Regions from separate parts of the Mus musculus genome. Here region 1 is linked to region 2. A link is a contact called in public promoter capture Hi-C data. All regions are on one chromosome and are shown on one strand. Each heading gives the region's core, a stretch centred on a gene start, on an enhancer-like site or on the middle of the called end of the contact. The rest is flanking DNA. Distances are from core to core; before and after follow the strand shown.

Evidence for each region. Promoter capture Hi-C pulls out the DNA fragments that hold promoters and counts their contacts.
Region 1: a promoter capture Hi-C map of pre-B cells shows a contact between it and region 2. The contact joins the promoter of Msmo1 here to the promoter of AA386476 in region 2. A contact is called at or near these places in 2 of 39 promoter capture datasets (the HPC-7 cell line and pre-B cells) and 1 of 484 Hi-C or Micro-C datasets (CD4 T cells).

The regions. Positions count from the first base shown.
Region 1 is chr8:64,731,999-64,736,231 of GRCm38.p6, forward strand. Msmo1 (methylsterol monoxygenase 1) reads right to left here and starts at 1,580. Exons shown (of 6, transcript NM_025436.3): 1 at 1,510-1,580.
Region 2 is chr8:47,672,900-47,676,852 of GRCm38.p6, forward strand. AA386476 (expressed sequence AA386476) reads left to right here and starts at 2,492. Exons shown (of 1, transcript NR_166692.1): 1 at 2,492-3,953. It overlaps Ing2 (inhibitor of growth family, member 2), which reads right to left and starts at 2,260. Exons shown (of 2, transcript NM_023503.3): 1 at 1,607-2,260. The coding sequence starts at 1,781.

The sequences.
Region 1 (4,233 bases), core at 330-2,829, about 17 Mb after region 2:
GCTGTCATTTTAAGCTAAACCCTTGCCTCGCTGTGAAATAGAGGAACTTCTATGATCCTTGGTTTTCAAATGATGAGCTGAGGCTTAGGATAAATGAATAACAGTACAAAGTTGCACGGATGGGGAGTGGAGGAGTACAGCTTACCCAGGCCCCCTGAAAAGGCTGCTCACACTGGCGGTATGTTCTCACTCCCCATCGTTTTCTATTTCTATCCGTATGCTCAACTTACTCTTAAAAAAAATTTCACAAAGTGCCCCAGGTCTGTCTGTCTCTCTCTCTCTCTCCTCTCTCTCCTCTCTCTCTCTCTCTCTCTCTCTCTCTCTCTCTCTCTCTCTCTCTCTCTCTCTCTCTCTCTCTGCCTGTCTCTCTGTGTCTCAAGATCTGTGTCTTAAGTTGGGCTTAAAACTATGAAACTAAGGACGACCTTGAACTCCTGATACCCTGCTGAGATTACCAGTGTTCGCCCACACACTCAGCAACCATCAAGATTTGACATTTCTCCATTTGACATTTTTCCTAGTCTCATGGAATGCTGGTTGATACCCATCATCTGTAACTCTTATCCTGATTTAGATTCTGATTACCCAAAAGGCTGCTGGCCTGGATCAAACTTGAATGCATCCTACAGTGCCTCAGGTGCCCATCGCAAACACGCTTTAATGCCTAACTTGAGAAACTTCATCACCTCCAAAAGAGCTGTTCTAGTCTCTAACTCGGCATCCTCGACTAAGTCTCCCAACTTCCACACAATGCTGAGACAGCGTTCAGTTACCTCAAGTTCACGCTCCGTAATGAGGAGAGGAAAACAGGGCATGTAGTTTTAAACAAAGTGTCAGATAAAGTGATCAGACAGGAGAGGGGAAAGCAGGCTTTGCTGAAATGAATATCCTGCCTTTTCAGTTTTGAGCAGCCTGCTTGCCTGGAAATTCGATCTGAATCAGGTAGACTAGATCCTCGGATTTCAAAAAATAAAAAGGATGAAAAAAAAAATGTATTCGTAGGATAACTTAACTCCTGGCTGACGATCCCAGCCCCTCTTTCGGCACTGCAGCTTAGAGAAGCCTTAGGCACAGGGTCAGGATCCATTTAAACATAAGTTTAAACCTTCATGGTTCAAGCGCGGGTAATTCTCCTAATGTGAAGCCCAGACCTCTCGTCCATGCACCCCTCTCTCACATGGAGCCACATCCTACAATACCTCTGGGACAGCTTCCTAGATCCACAAACACAGAACACACCCTACTCCCCCACTTGGTGATGGTGTTTTTGTAAAAAGTTTTTAAGACTCAAGTCAATGAACCAGACTCCAGGTGATTGCAAACTCTTTAAAGGGCAGGAAGTGTTGTCATTCCAGTTGCATCACTTGAGAACCTAGGCTCCTTGCCTGGAGTCTCGCACAGCCCACCCAGGTTCTTCCCACCGCATCCTTACCGGCCTCAGCCGGACACCACCCTGCTGGTCCCCGTCTCAGTCGCCCTCCACCCGGATCAGGCTAGAGAGCGCCTTACCTGGCGTCCCCGCGACAGACAGCGGTCTAAGCGCAAGTCCTGGCAGGTGCAGCGGCCTCCTCACTACCTCTGCCGGCTCAGGGGCAGGGCCCGGAGGCCGGGCCCCGGCTCGCCTGTCGTAATTGGTCCGCCCCACTCCCGCCCTGCCTTCGCCGTGCAGTGATTGGTCCGTGCTAAGGCCCGGCAGCGTGTGACTCAAGTCAACGAAGCCCTAGCGGCGCCAGTCATTGGCTGCGCGGATGGAGTGAGAATAGTGAGACCCGCGCGGCCAGCCAGTCGTCCGCGCGGCAGCGCAGCTGGAGGCGGGGCGCCGCGCGAGCGCGTGACGGCGTGACGGGGCGGGGCAGCCGCGCGGACCCGGCGTCGCCTTGGCAACCAAGCGGTGGGTTCCTAGGCGCCCAGTGCTGTGGGTGCGCTGGGTTGTAGCATCTTGCTACTCACATTGGCTTGGCTTCATCCAGAACCCGGGGAAAAAAGTGGTATATATGTTTTAAAGACTGATTTGAGTTTTTGGTCTTGCTTTCCTGTAGTTTATTCTGGATTTCGATCTTTCTTTTTTTTTTGAAAATGACACTTATTTCTTATTATTTATACTAGTATGAATACTACATTTATTTTCACTTTAAACTGGTCCACATATCATATAGTTTAGTTATAATAGTTTGAATTCCATTATAAATAATTAATTTTTACATACTAAATTTATTCTTCAAATTTATTAATGTATCCTTTTTCTTACACTCACAGAGCCAGAGACACAGAAAGCTAGAGAGACAGAGAGATAGACAGATAGGTATGATGGGGCTTGAGGGAGTTATAGTTGGGGAATGAGGGGAAAATATGGTCAAGATAAACTGTATAGATGGATGACATTTTCAAATAATATAAAATAATAAAAACAAAATCAGTGATGTAAGTTGGATTTTTTTTAGGCTACCCTGGAGTTTTTAAAAAAATCACTTTCTAATATTTATTGTAATCAGATTAATAAAACTAGGAATTAAATTTTCATGTTAATAATATTTTTGAGACATAAATATGAAAATGATATTAAGGTAACCTGACAATTTATATGTAATGGACAATTTTGTGTATTAGATTTCGATCTTCCTTAAGACAGGTCTCGAGTTATAGTCTGGCCTTTGAGCTGGATACGTAACCTAAGGACGGCCTTGACCTCTAGTCCTCAGGCCTTGGATCATCCATCTTGCCCCCCACGTACTTTAATAAGTGAAGCTTTTTTCAAAGTTCTATTCTTTTTATCTCATTTAGTGTCTGTCTGTGAGTGTGTGTTCACAAGGGGAGTTTGTGCTTCCTTCTGCTTTGTGCTGCTGAGGGTTAACCTCATACGCTCAGGCTTGTGCTGACTGAGCCTGGCAACTATCTTTTAATAAATCTCTGCACATGGACCATAGGGTACTAGTGCAATATAGATCCTGCAATAGCTGAGGGATGCCAGCATTTCCCGTGTTGCAGATTGAGAACAAAGCTCAGAGAGGCTAGGGGGAGGGGCACATGTATGCTGAGGCCCTGGCAAGGCAGCTCAGGGGTAGAGTTTATGCTTAACATTCTAGGGGGCTGAGTTCCACAGGTAGAAATTGGTTCTAAGTCAAGGGAGTTATCTGCTCCCTAGGTGTCAAGACCTGGACCTAAACCAGCAGATGAGCTAAGAACCAAGCCTGTGTAACGCTAGTGTGAGTGCCCAAAGACAGGAGCGCTTAGACTACAGCTCTAGGCTCCTTTTACACCACTTGTGAAAGCCTATCTAGAGATAATGTGGTGACAGGAAGCCAATCTTTTCCTTAAAGAAGGTGTCCCAGAAAAACCACAACGACAAAATACCATATCCACTGTGGTGGTGTAACCCAGGCACTTGGCAGATCGGACCAGGAGGATCAGAATTCAAGGTCAGCTTTGTCTACGTAACGTGTTCAAGGCCAATCAGGCTGCATGAGGAGGCCCTATCTCAAAACAAGAATAACCTTCCCCCACCGTACCCCCAACCCCCACCCCGAAGCAGGAGGATTGTTCTGAGTATGAGGCCAAGCTGGGGTATTTAACATGATTTTTTTTTTTTTTGAGACTGGGACTCATTATGTAACTCTAGCCAGCCTTGAACAGAGATCCACCTACCTCTGCCAATCATTTAATAAAAAATTGCACAAGGGCATCATTGAGGCCAGCCCTGCTCCCATCTACATGAAAAGTATACATTTTCATTGAAGTGCACACTGTGTGCAAGCTATCCTAGAATTTCTATAGAAAGATGTCATTCTCCCCCCCCCCCCCCTTTCTGCATGGAACTAACTGTCTTCCCTTCCCTGCAATTCTGGCTTGATCTTCTGAACAAGTTCCATTGATGGGTGTTTCTGGGGAATCCAGTGTACCTTGTACTCATGGCTAAGTGTTCCATGCCTTTAGCTCACATATTCTTTATAAAGTGTGGAGGCAGGCAGGTCACCTCAAAGGAAAAGAACGTGTCTCTTGTGAGGTTAAGGTTGCAGCTCAGTTGTTAGGCCTGAGTCAGATAAATTGTGTCTCATAGAGAAAGTGGGGTGCTCCCTAAGCGATTCTTCCTCCAGCTATTAAGTATAAGCAGGATTCTTTCTCTCCCCAACCCAACTCTTTCTACTGGCCAGTGTGAGCCTGGTTATTGGCTGTTCCAGGGTGATAGGCTGTAACTCTTAACCTAACAGGTTCAGGATTGCATTGCTTGGCTATCCC
Region 2 (3,953 bases), core at 1,242-3,741:
CCTTTACCTATCCTGTGTGAGTCCTAACTTCAATCTCTTGGGATTGAGAGGAGTCACAGTTTTAAAACGGTTTTAAAAGCAGACAGCTTTGAAATAAAATATTCTCCACCAATTAACTGAATTCATTATACCATCCCTATAAATTTTGTCTATAAAAGTAGATTTTTACCTCATAAGTCTTTGAATCTGGTGAAAACACTGTTATACTATAAACAGTGAGAGACTTAGAAAACAAGTTTGTCGATTGAAAACACCTAAGTGCTCTTACATGCTAAGTCACCATGGGGTGTATTACAGGATTAAGTTACAGGACTGGGGATGGTCTGGGGAAACAGAATGACTCCAAGTTGTTTTTATGGTCCATATTAGGTCTACACAGTTTCTTGACTAGGGGTTACTAAAGGCTGAACGTATCCCCATTTAAATTTCTCCTGTCCTAGCAGGAGAAAGGTATGACAATCCCTGAAGATATTCCCTGTCCTAGTTTCTTTGATGACAAGAAAAAGCTTTTCTCCTCATTTAAACTTGGTGGAGGAGGAACCCAAGGGTGCAAAGACGCCAGGTGGTTGCCCAGCCAACGAACCCACTTCCTCCAGAAGTCCGGAAGTGACACATGGCCCGGAACCTACGCTGAGCCAGGGTCAGAGACAGTCCCCCACGGCGGTGTCCGCGTCTTGATTCACTAACCGGGGTGGGGGGGGGGGCTAGGGAGAGATTTGAAATATCTCTCCCAACACCCAACACTGACTCCGCCCAGGCCCACCGACCGTCCCGCCCAGCAATGGGTTCAGTCCACCCCAGGACCCTTCCGAGCAGCCCGCCGTGGCCGACTCCCGCGGGAGCGCGCGCCCCGCCCATACGACGTCACACCTGCAGGCCCCGCCCCTAGGCCGGACCCTCCCCGCCACACACTCACACACACACGCACACACACACACGGACGCACACACATACACAACACACACACCCCTTCTCCGTCTCGCCCTGCGGGGGAACCCCTCCCCCTTTAACCATTTGGCAGTAGCCGAAGAAGGGCTGAGTGAGACACCGGGCGGCCCGGAACTTTCCCCGGGGCGAGAGGGAAGCACAGACCGTCCCAGTCCCGCGCCACGCCGGGAGCTGGAGGGGGGTGGGGGTGGGGGGAGAGGCATCTCCCGAGTCCACCTCCGCCGTCCTCTCGCCCCCTCCCCCCCATACGTTCCAATGCATCTGCTCGCAGACGGAGGGAGCCCCAGCAGGCAAGGGGCTAAGCAGGCCCAGCACCCCGGTCCAGCCCCGCAACCCTGCTCGTTGCACACTCTCCAGCCCCGGGCAGGACAGTGTGCGGCACCCAACCGGCAGGCACCGGAACAAATGCTCGCTTAAAAATGGCTGATTCCCGTCCGCGGCAGCTGCAGCCAGCCGCCGGAGCTGCAACGGGGGCTGACGGACGGGCGGTCCTCGGAAGTCCTCGTCAGCCGCAGCCGGGACAGGGAGGGCCGCGAGTGTGCTGTGCCGTCCCCCCACCCAGACACACACACACACACACACAACCGCTTCCCGGCCCCACACACCAGATCGCTCGGTGCACTCGGCGCACACTGTCACCCGAAAGAAGGGAAAGTACCTTGGTATTTGTTGTCCAGCTCCCGCAGCACCGACACGTTCCTCTGCATGTCGTGGGGCAGCGACTCCACACACTCCAGGTAGTCCTGCACGTAGCAGGAGAGCAGCCGGCTCCGCTCTCCGGTCAGGAGCGCGGCCGACGAGTACAGCTGCTGCTGCTGCTGCTGCCCTAACATCCTGCCGCCGCCACCACCACCACCGCCGCCGCCGCCGCTGCTGCTGCTCCTCGCCGCCGCCGCCGCCGCCGCCTCCGCATCCAGCAGCCACACATGCAACAGCCACGACCGCCGCTCCTCCGCTCGGCAGCCCGGCGCCGCGGGGACACGGCCGCCGCTCGAGAGGGCACCGCCGAGTCCCCCGATCTCCACTCCCCCAAGAAGAAGCCCTTACTCCCCGCCCCCGCGGTAACAAGCCCAGGGGCGGGGCGAGACCGGGGCTCCCTCCGGCCCCCTCCCTCTCTAGGAGAGCGAGCAGCGGGGTTCCCCGCGGCCGATGGCGCCGGGGCTCCCAGGCAGCGACGCTGGCTGTCCCCCCCGGGGACTCCCCAGACACTACCGGGGCTGCCCGGTCGCCCGGATCCCCGTGACAAGCCCCTCGCTACCCTCTCGCCTCTCTATCAGCCTCCGTGCCTGTCGGAGTCTCACAGGACTAGTCCCCGCCCCTTGGCCAGCGACCGCATCTGCGCCTGCGCAGCACTCACTCCTAATAAGGCTGGGGCCCCGCCCCTATCGTCCTACCGAAGAGTTCGCATTCTCCCGCCTTCCCTGCGCCACCCGGGCGATTGGTCTGTCAGCTCTCGCCTGGGGGCGGGGGGAGGGTGCGGAGGCCGGCCAAACGGCAGGCCGCGCCCCGCCCCCTCTTAAAGGGACCGCATGGCTGAGCCTGCCCCCTTCGACCGAAGTCCTGACGGTTGCCCCCGAGAGGCCGGGCGACCGCTCTCTTCGTTTCTGTTCCCCTACAGGGATAGGAAGCGCCGGCTCGGCTCGCTCGGCCCCGAGTTACCGACCTTGCCTCCATCTGGCGGATCCAGCGCCTCCCTCGCGAGCCTCCAAGACAGCAGCGAGCGGCCCCTGGGCGCCGCTGGCCGAGTGAGGCCTGAGGGGGAACTAAGGCGACCCAGGGTGCAGCGGGCGCGGCTCCGGGCATGCGCGGCGACTTCCCGCCGAGCGCCCCGCGGCCACGGTCCCGGAGCACCGGGGCGGACCGCGGAGGTAGGCGGTGCGCCCTCTGCCCTTTTAAATGCGGACTCCCCGCCTTGCGTGCGGCCCCTCCACCCCCCAGCGCCGGGGTGGCTCTCAGGGTCTGCTCCCCCTCCTCGCGCTTAAGAGTTTGGTTTAGGGAGGTGGCAAGGCTGCACGCCGCCCCGGTCCCCAGTCCCAAACCATCTTAAGGAAACTGTTGTCAGATGTCGAATCGCCTAGGCATCACCCGCCAGCGAGGACACACAGTCCTCACTGTCTTTTCACTCGGCTTCACCACTAGCCAGCAGGGGATCAGTGCAGATGGGATTAGAAATCGGATCAACCACCGAGTGCGGTGCTTTCCGTGTGAGGGATTATCCGCCTTACTCCCCCAGTACCATCAGTGAAATGCCGGTAGGAGGAGCTCACTGTAATTACGGATAGACTTCCGGAATGTATATAAATATGTGAGCTGTTTTGGTTTTGGTTCTCCCCCCCCCCCCCAACCGAAATAGGTATAAGAAAGAGTAGTCGCTTAATTCAGATGAGATGCCCAATGGGAGCGGCGTCTTTGAATGAGAAGAGAGAAAACGCCAGAGTGCTAAGTTTGGGTGCTCTTGCCCGGTTTGCAGCGCTATACCTGTTGCCCGGCCTGTTCAGCACACTTTCATACAGTGGGGTATATTAAGCAGCTGTTGGGATGCCAAGGGAAACCTAGGTCCTGGTCTAGATGAAAATTTGGATTTCGACAAAACACAACGCGGAATTCGGCGTCCTGAGGACAAGGGCTATATTGGAAGGCCTGGGAACTAATGTGTTAATGTACTTTAACGCTGAGATTTTGATCAGTGGAGTATTAAGCCAACCGAGGCAAGCACAGTATTTATTGAATTTCTGAGAACGTGGGACGAATTTTCTTTCCATTATTTAATATTAAAGAGCCAGGTCTTGTTGAAAATAACCATTGTTAAGGTTATTGACTTGATTTTGTTGTTATTTTGTTTTTGGTTTGGTTTGGTTTGGTTTGGTTTTGATTTCGAGACAGGGTTTCTCTGTGTAGCCCTGGCTGTCCTGGAGCTCACTCTCTAGACCAGACTGGCCTCAAACTCAGAAATCCTTCTGCCTCTGCCCCCCAAGTGCTGAGTTAAAGGCGTGTGCCACCACTGC